Linked DNA regions of Mus musculus: region 1 is linked to region 2. The links are chromatin contacts, called in public HiChIP or PLAC-seq maps. All regions are on one chromosome and are shown on one strand. The core of a region is the stretch at or near the end of the contact, and the rest is flanking DNA. Distances in the headings are between cores, read along the strand shown. Region 1 overlaps Ank (progressive ankylosis). Region 2 has its middle 140 kb from the start of Gm36899.

The links. HiChIP or PLAC-seq counts read pairs in DNA pulled down with a chosen protein or histone mark.
Region 1: a contact with region 2 is called in an H3K27ac HiChIP or PLAC-seq map of SST interneurons, with 6 times the contacts expected there. The contact joins two enhancer-like sites. A contact is called at or near these places in 1 of 15 datasets of contacts at CTCF or cohesin (the NIH/3T3 cell line), 18 of 484 Hi-C or Micro-C datasets (B cells, CD8 T cells, the G1E-ER4 cell line and 11 more), 10 of 115 datasets of contacts at active chromatin or transcription factors (SST interneurons, T-cell acute lymphoblastic leukemia, astrocytes and 6 more) and 2 of 9 other capture datasets (adipose tissue and embryonic stem cells).

Annotation. Positions count from the first base shown.
Region 1 is chr15:27,563,387-27,567,553 of GRCm38.p6, reverse strand. Ank (progressive ankylosis) reads right to left here. Exons shown (of 12, transcript NM_020332.4): 6 at 2,518-2,652; 7 at 1-39. Among named protein-coding and RNA genes, the nearest start is that of Mir7117, 6.0 kb to the left of the region's middle. Within about 2 kb of position 2,618, at least 33 of the 459 cell types and tissues checked have an H3K27ac peak or open chromatin away from gene starts, as enhancers often do. A contact at or near this core is called in SST interneurons and cortical neurons, where this site is marked.
Region 2 is chr15:27,323,485-27,327,782 of GRCm38.p6, reverse strand. No RefSeq gene overlaps it. Among named protein-coding and RNA genes, the nearest start is that of Gm36899, 140 kb to the left of the region's middle. Within about 2 kb of position 1,767, at least 39 of the 459 cell types and tissues checked have an H3K27ac peak or open chromatin away from gene starts, as enhancers often do. A contact at or near this core is called in SST interneurons and cortical neurons, where this site is marked.

The DNA.
Region 1 (4,167 bases), core at 1,369-3,868, 240 kb before region 2:
ATGACCCACGGGGTAGGTGGCTGTCAGAATGGCCACTGCCTGTAAGGAAAAAACAGACAGCGTAAGTGTGGGCACCAGCAGGAAGTCCTCCAGGATCTGCCAGGGCACGTGACAAGCCTAGAGGTACATCAGTCCATGTATCCACTAGTCACTCGACGGTCCGACACAGAGTGGAAAGGATACCGGGGAGATGATGCCTCACACTACTCTGACGAAGAACAGGCCAGATCCCCTGCTGAAAAAGCCAAGGTTTCGATCCAGCCTTCTCAGACCCTAGAACCTTGGCTCTTTCCATCCAGCTCCCAAGTCACTCACAATCTTACATAGTGTTCTGCATGCGTGTGCAGTACGCATGTGTGTGTTCACATATGTGTGGGTACATGTGTTGCATGTGTGTGGTGCAGGCCAGGCTGACACTGGCTATCTTCCTCAGTTGCTCTCCACCTTACGTACTAAGGGAGGGCCTCCGGTTCACTTGGCTCATCGAGCTAGCTGACTTGCTAGAGGATCCTGCGTTGGGATTACAGATGGAAGCTGTTGATGCGGACTCGGGTCCACAATGAGCTCTCCCCTCAAGCCCTATATGGGTCCCCAAACAACACCAGGAGCACAGTCGTAGGGCAGCTCCGCTTCTCCACCTCCATGCTGCCCCTCAGCACGGCACACGTGCTTGTCAGTGACTCCGTGCCACTGTCCCTCCAACGCAACACATTTAAGGCTGCTTGGTCCTACAGGTCCAACTCAACATTTTTACTCAGTGAAATCAATATATATTTCATATAGGAAAGGCCACTAACAGGTTTCCATGCAAAGGGTTTTCTTCTCCTGCATGAATGAAAAGGAGAAAAAAAAAATCAATGTCTGGCATCTACAGCTACCCTCTGGCACTTGGTGTTCTAACTCTGTGGAAGAGGAAGCCAGGCTTCATTTGCTTTAGCGGACAGAGCAACTGCACAGTACACAAGAACATGATACAGGCCACAGCTATGTGAGGAAACTTGGCGTGGCGTGGCGTGGCATGGCATGGCGTGGCGTGGCATAACACAAGAGAGCATCATGGTTAGGCAGGCCTAGATCCAAACCTCCCCTTTGCTCCTATGTGAGATGGGAACTTAGACACCCATGTCAGTTTCTCCGCAGAAGCGGTGCTGGTAATATTAACCACCCAGGGCTGATGGGAAATGACTAAAATCCACATGAGCACCTGCAGTGTAAGCACACAGCGTGGCCCCATCAGCTCTGGTCCCCATGAGCTGAGCTTCTGTGCCATAGCTGGCAATTTGGAAATGCCTAACACAGAATCTGTCCTCGTTTGTTTCATCCACGGGAAGATGGAATTCTAACGAACAATCAATGGGGGTTCCATAGGCTTCTCTTGGAAAGTCAGTATTTGACTGACAAAGCTGCCATACTGTAGCAGCCACCCAAGATGACATCTGTGACTCCGATACCGAAGTCCAGGAACAAACAGGGGCCAGAGAAAGCATTCTGCTTTTGATTTATTACAGGCATCTTCTCCTGGCCAACAGGAGCTCTTCCCAGGACATGGAAACTGGCACCGATGCTCTGGGCTGGGGAGCTGCTGACGGTGCAGTCAAGGCCAGGTGTAAACAAGAGGCCTTAATGAGAAGCCACCAGCCTTCCTAAAGGAACAGAGATGCCAGCTACAGAATTAATTCTCCAGAAGGCAATGGAGGAGGAAACAAGTGAGCTCACTCCGTTTGATCCCCCTCTCGAAAAAAGGAACGGATGAGTCAACCTTCTGGCGGAACGGCAGCCAGTTTCCAGACCCACTTCCAGAGCTTTGAGTGAATACACACAGGGGACCCTCGTCAGGAGGAATTGATTGTCAAAGAGCCCATAGGTGGCATGGCCCAGGGACAGAGCAGGTGAGGCTAGCCTGGGTCACTGTGGAAGCTCTGGGCACTGCTAGAATTCCTACAGGCTTGTCCCGTCATCCTTTGCAGCAACAGTGAAGTAGCTGCATGCTGACAGCAATGGAGTGCTGGAAGGGCCACGGGAAGCAGGTCAGGGAGCTAGAATGGCCTCACCATCCCAGCCTCTAGCAGGTTCTGTCCTGTCTTCCCTTTCTTTCTTTTTTTTTTTTTTTAAAGATTTATTTATTTATTATATGTAAGTACACTGTAGCTGTCTTCAGACACACCAGAAGAGGGCATCAGATCTTGTTACGGATGGTTGTGAGCCACCATGTGGTTGCTGGGATTTGAACTCCAGACCTTTGGAAGAGCAGTCGGGTGTTCTTACCCACTGAGCCATCTCACCAGCCCCTGTCTTCCCTTTCTATGCCTCAGTTCCTCATGTGCTAAATGAGAAGGATGAAGGCACTGTCTTCCATAGTCACAGAAATGGAAAATTTCAAAAGTCACCTAATCATGGCTTCCTTTGTCATTGTGTCATATGATTTAGAGTTGCCTGAGCTCTTGCCGTGAACTGGAAAGGAGTAGGTATCTTTCTATCTCCCCTGACATGTGCCCACGTGCTCACAGAGTTCCCTACCTCTGTAGCAGCAGAGCTGCCACCAAGGTCCCGGGACACGAAGAGGTTGACAATGGGCCGACTGATTCGCTGCGTGGCCAGGATCAGAGCCAGGGGCCACCAGAAGCTCAGCATCTTTCTTATGGTTGCATCACCCTGTTTTGGGAAACAGAGGTCAAAGCTCGTTAGGTTCCAGAAGTGGAACAGAAAACAGCCTAAAAACCAAAGCCTGTCCTTCGTATGCCAATCAATAGCAACTCCATTACGCCTCACAATAACATACAGAAAAGCCTCTGTAGACATGCCAAGTCGAATTAAAATTAAGTGTACAGTCTTATTAGAAATTAATTCAGACAGCTGGTGAGCTACTGTGAAATCAAAGCACACAGTAGATGAAGCCTGGTGGATCCTGACCATTGTTTTCCATATGCAGACCCAGCCTCTCTACAAGGTGGAGCCCAGCTCCAGGGCCCCAGAAAGCAGGTTTCAGATGAGGCTCTGTGTGTGTCATCACAGTGGCTGGCTTGAAGCCACATCAGTGGGAGTAGCTCTGAGAAATAAAAAGCTATTATAATCTAGTTTGGAATCAGTCAATATATATACAAATGTGTCTAATTACTGTAGAACTACCTAGCTCAGCTGCAGAGACTCCCGCCTCCAAACCCTCCACAGGAGCCACACACACTGAGCAGAGGCCTAAGTGGAACAAAAGCACACTGAAGCACAAGGCAGGCCTCAAGACGTCTACAGCCAAGGTGTGCGCTACCTTTCAAGCTCAGCTTCTGTTGTGAAATTTAGGTTTTGTTTCTTAAGAGGGTAAGAGTTACGTCATGGAACCCTCTCAGGCATTTTGATTTCTTTCTCTTTGCTGGAGGCAGAAGATGAAGGGAGGGGAGGAGGGGGAGAGAGAGAGAGAGAGAAACAGAGAGGCACAAAGAGATAGAGACACAGAGACAGAGAGATAGAGACAGAGAGAGACAGAGAGACACAAAGAGATATATAGAGACACAGAGACAGAGACACACAAAGAGATAGACAGAGAGACAGAGAGATAAACAGAAACAGAGACACAGAGAGATAGACACAGAGAAAGAGAGACAGGATGATAAACAGAGACAGAGAGAGACAGAGACTGAGACAGAGATAGAGAGATTAGTCCTATCAAGATAACTGTGGCTGGCCAAGTGGTAGAAATAACCAGGTAGGATTTCAATAACACCTTGACCTAGAATGAGGTACACAGTCAACACAATTACTGTTGTGACATCATGAAAGCATTGTCTGGTTAAGCTGGGGCCTGGGGGTGGCATGTGGTCAGGGTTAGACATGACCCTTCCTGCCTGCCTTAGAGCTAGGTGGTAGGAGAAGTATGCGTGCACACAACTGCACATGACTCGTGATGGGAAAGCTCGGGCACTCCTAACTTGACTCTTAAGTGACCTTTAAGGCCCGAACTTCTCCAAAGAGGCTTCCTAGACCACATGGCCAGAGTGGGAGGCCCTTAGGTTTTTTGCAATGCGGATCCTGTTTTGAACTCATTTAGGTCTGTCCATCCCCCCACCCACCCCACCCCTACCTCTGCAATTGTTGCTCCTGTGTTGGCCTTACTTTCCTATTGAGTTAGAGGCCATGTCTTATGACTTCACGACACCCTATAGTACCTCAAGCTCT
Region 2 (4,298 bases), core at 518-3,017:
GCAAACACCCCAGTGTCTTTACTGTCATCCAAAATTGCATCCTGAACCCACCATGGATGTAGAACAGGAAATGAGTCTGCCCCAAACCGACATCCCTTTTCCATTTAAATGATTTTGAAAAAGTGGTTGATTTTCCCGTCTGTATGAGATTTCCCTTACAAAAGAAAAAAAAAAGTATTTGCAGTTCAAAACATAAATAAAACAAATTCGTCAGTCACGTGTTTTACTAAATGAAATCCAACAGTTTTAGGCTTCATAGGAAAAACAGGCTGATTAGACGCAGCAGGAAGGTGAGTTTATCGTGGACCAAGTGTGGCAAAGAACAGCACGCAACACATGAAGGTGAAAACTGGGGCAAAACTGTGCAAGGATGTGGGTGTGAGTCTCAACTCTGCTCCTGACTTTCTTCTTTTATTTAAATACGTACACACGTGATTATGTACTTTTTGTGGGGGGCTGGGCATAGGTAACCCTCAGTGTGCATACAACTTCAATGAATCTATTTTCCTCTCCACCATATGGATCCCAGGGACTGAGCCCAGGTTTTTTGACTTGGTGACCCTCACCCGTTGAGTCACCTCACTGGTCCCCTGACTTTCAGTGTTGAGCATATCCAACCATATGTGTCTGAAAGGGGTCATAGCACCTGCCTGCCTGCCTGTCTGCCAGTAGCCTTGGTGTGGAGACAGACAGGATAAGGTGAATGGAAGAAGAGCTGTGTGCTGGACAATGAGATATGGCAAGCCTCTGCCCCATGCCAAGGTTGCCCGGGTAGGCCAGTCATCTTTGCACTTCATCTCCAGTAACAGAGCTCTCAAAGGCTTCTTCTCCATGCTTGACTAGAACTTAAAACAAAAACAGTCTAAACAAGCTTCTTTTGAAATCAATTCTTGGCCATGGAGACAGAAAACAAGATATTTCCTTTTGGCGAATAGCTCCCCCTCTTCCTCGTCATTTAGCAAGAGGTATCTTGAACTGCTCTCCTGAAATCCGATGAGAGATGTGAAGAGAATATTTTCCACTCAGAGAAAAGAGCCGTGCAGTCTGGGGAAGCAGGGCCCTCACTGGGAGAGAATGAGTGCCAAGAGCTGTCTCACCTTGTGGTTCCCGGGCAGGCCTACAAGCTCTACAGATAAAGCCCAGACAGCAACTACTGGGAATCCTGGAAGGTCCTTTTGGGGGAAAAACAACAACAACCTTCCATCAGGGTTTCCATCTGTGGGTGGAATAGGAGGCTATTGTTCCTGGAAACTGAAGAAAAGGCAGGAATTTACTTTCCAAATTGGGCAGCAGCCGAAAATTCAGCACAGCTCACTGCTCAGCTGCTGCCCTTTAACAGCAGGTGATGGTGTGATTTTTCTCAATGGAGCAAACAACCTACTGGAAAGCTCCTCAGACTGTCACTAATCTCTACTGGCGTCGCGTCGGTTTCTTGTATGTCAGCAATTCATGATGCTCCGTGTTTGCCATAAAGAGATTCCTTATGTGTTGGTTGTGTGACCCCCTTATCGTAATCTCAAAAGACAACGATCTCTACCTTCTCTCTAAAATAAATCCAGTACAAGACAATCCCTGCCTTCTTTAGGGGTGGTGCATGGTCTGATGCAGAGGACTGTACTGCCCCGTGCCAGAAGTAGAATCAAGGGAGACCTTTAGAAAACAATACCTGCCAGGTACCTCACGCACGTGTCTTTTATTGTGTAACTTACATGCAAAGGGTTGTGGGTGGGCTGTAATAAATCAGCGCCATCTAGTGGAAATGGGCAAAGCTACAAGTCACCGCTCCACTGCTGTGTCACTGCCAGTAGGACACCTTCCAGCTCAGTCACTTCTCAACGCAGTCTTATTTATACTCTTCTATTTAAACGGGTTGCCCCATTCTGCTTTGAAAGCTAAAGGCTAGTCCTAGGTAGAGTAAAAAGACTGGGGACTGTGTAAATAAATGTTCTGGCAGTAATCAAGATAATTGTACCAGTTAGCATGTGAACACTAATGTTTGGTTTATAGTCATCATATTTCATCCTTATAGGACTCTGGGAGACAGTGCTGTTTTGTTGAGAAGGAAACTGAGGCACAGAGAGTCTATGTAACTTGCCTGGGCCACTCTTTTGCTACTGGGAAGACACCAGTCTTCCTTGTGTCCCCCTGCCTGAATGGGGTCGTAAATATATGCTGGAGTAGACAGAATTCCAGTGTTAGGGCTGATGGACAGAGTCCCAGAATAGGAAAACATGGTGGATATTGGTAGATAATAGGTGTCCCATAGGTCAAATGGAAGTTGGTTCGAGCCATACTCAGTCGTTTTTCTGTTTTGTGTTCCTGGGAGAATTACAGTATGTTCTGAGAACTCCAGGTTATTCTGAAAAAAAAAAAATGGCGACAGGGATATATCTTCCTCGTGGAGGAGGAGCTGGTAGTATGGGGAGAAGTGTGGGTGCTTGCGGTCTGGCTCATGGTGGCTGTAGATAAGATTTTTCTTTTTAATTCTTTGAAAACGATTTTAGACGTTCATCAATTAGAGAAGAGTCCCTCATGGGGAGTAGACAGGTCGGTTCTTAAGCTCTGAATTCAGCCTTCTATCCACCTGGAGTTCTTGTCCCGCCTAGGACAATGTGTGGAATGTGCCCCTCCATAATCCTATCTTCCTTCCCACTGTTGGTGCTCATAGCAGGACCAAAGCTGGCAGGTGCAGAAGTTGTCCTTGGCGCCGTCCGTGGGTGATCCTGCTCTTGTGCTCTTTGGTCTCTTTGGTGTTCATGATGAATGTGAGGATAGGAAGGTGCAAGAAGGAGATTCTTGTTACAGAGTCCTTCTCTGAGGCCTCCAGGGCACAAAGGGCTTTTATGAGAAGGGACAGAGGGAGGATATGGAGATATTGGTTAGGAGGCAGAGGCCTTTGTTATTTAGTCTGCTGTCTCTTTTCTTTTTTCTCTGTCCAAACACAACAGAGTCATGGGCCTCCTGCACCTAATTAGCTAAAGACTATGGACAGAGAACAGCAGATATAGTGGGTTCTGGGAATCTCAAGGAAGTTTTACCAGTTTACATCTCCACCATTTGGGTAGACCCTTTAGAACTTAGACTGTCTAGTGAGTGGGAGGAAGATGAAGGATAAGGGGGGAGGAGACAGACAGACAGACAAAGATCTGCCAAGTAAAATGTCCCCAAAGAGCTGCCCCATCACAAAATGGTGTATTCCTGTCTGGCCATCTAGAATTACCTATCATTTTCTCTCTCTAAAGGAGATTTTAGTTGTATTCATGTGTGCATATGTGTGTGACCACGTGTGAATAAGTGCAGGAGCATGCTCTGTAAAGGCCAGAGAAAATGTTGGATCTCCTGGAGTTGGAGCTACAGACCATACTGAGCCACCTGATATGGGTGCTGGGAACTGAACTCTGGTCCTCTCTGCACGAGCAACAAGCACTCATGACTACTGAGCCATATCTCCAACCCCTAACTGTGTATTTCTTGGTTTAATATTTGCTCCACTAAACAAAGTACAGTAGTAGACCAGCACTGTGCTGTATGGAGAACAGAAACAGGCTTCACTCAGACCCTTAGTATGCTACCAAGAGGATTTAGCATATCCATATACTCAGAAAGATTAAAAAAATATATAACAAGCAACAGGATTTTTTAGTACAGTGTACTACATAATTGAAGTGAATCCTGATGTCTGTTTTCATACTATACAATTTCTTTTGCAGAGTTACGTTGTATTACAAATACAGAAACCATCTTCTTAAAAGGGAATGCAAGAAATAAGTAACAGCTAATGAATTGATATAAAAAAAAAAAACAGTACTTGCAAATAGAGTTTGATTCTTTCCCCAGCCATGACTCATTTTGCGCGAGCGTCTTGGCTTCTCCATCCTTAAAAGACTAATACAATTTGTCTTTAATTAAAGTCTCAATTATTTTTTTAAAGCTCTGGGGAAGATGGGTGCAATGGAAAAATGAACTAACTGAGCCTATGACTTAGCTTGTGCTGGGAATTTTATAGGCAGTTCACAAAGGCTTTTACTTGTCCCCCTAAGTGATAGGCAAAATGTATTTGAAGCCGAACAACTTAGACTGGAAAGGCACACAGTACCTGTCCCCAAAGTAATGATCACATCAGGACACACCCGTTGGGATTGAATGCTCCCATTTAAAGTCTGCCCAACCATCACAGCCTATGTCTGTTTTGGCTTTGGCAGAATGTTGATAACAAGCATCTGCAAGAACCTTGTTTAATTGAGCAGGAAATTACTGTTTTCTTTACCAAGGTGTTGTAAGTAAAGACATACCTGTGT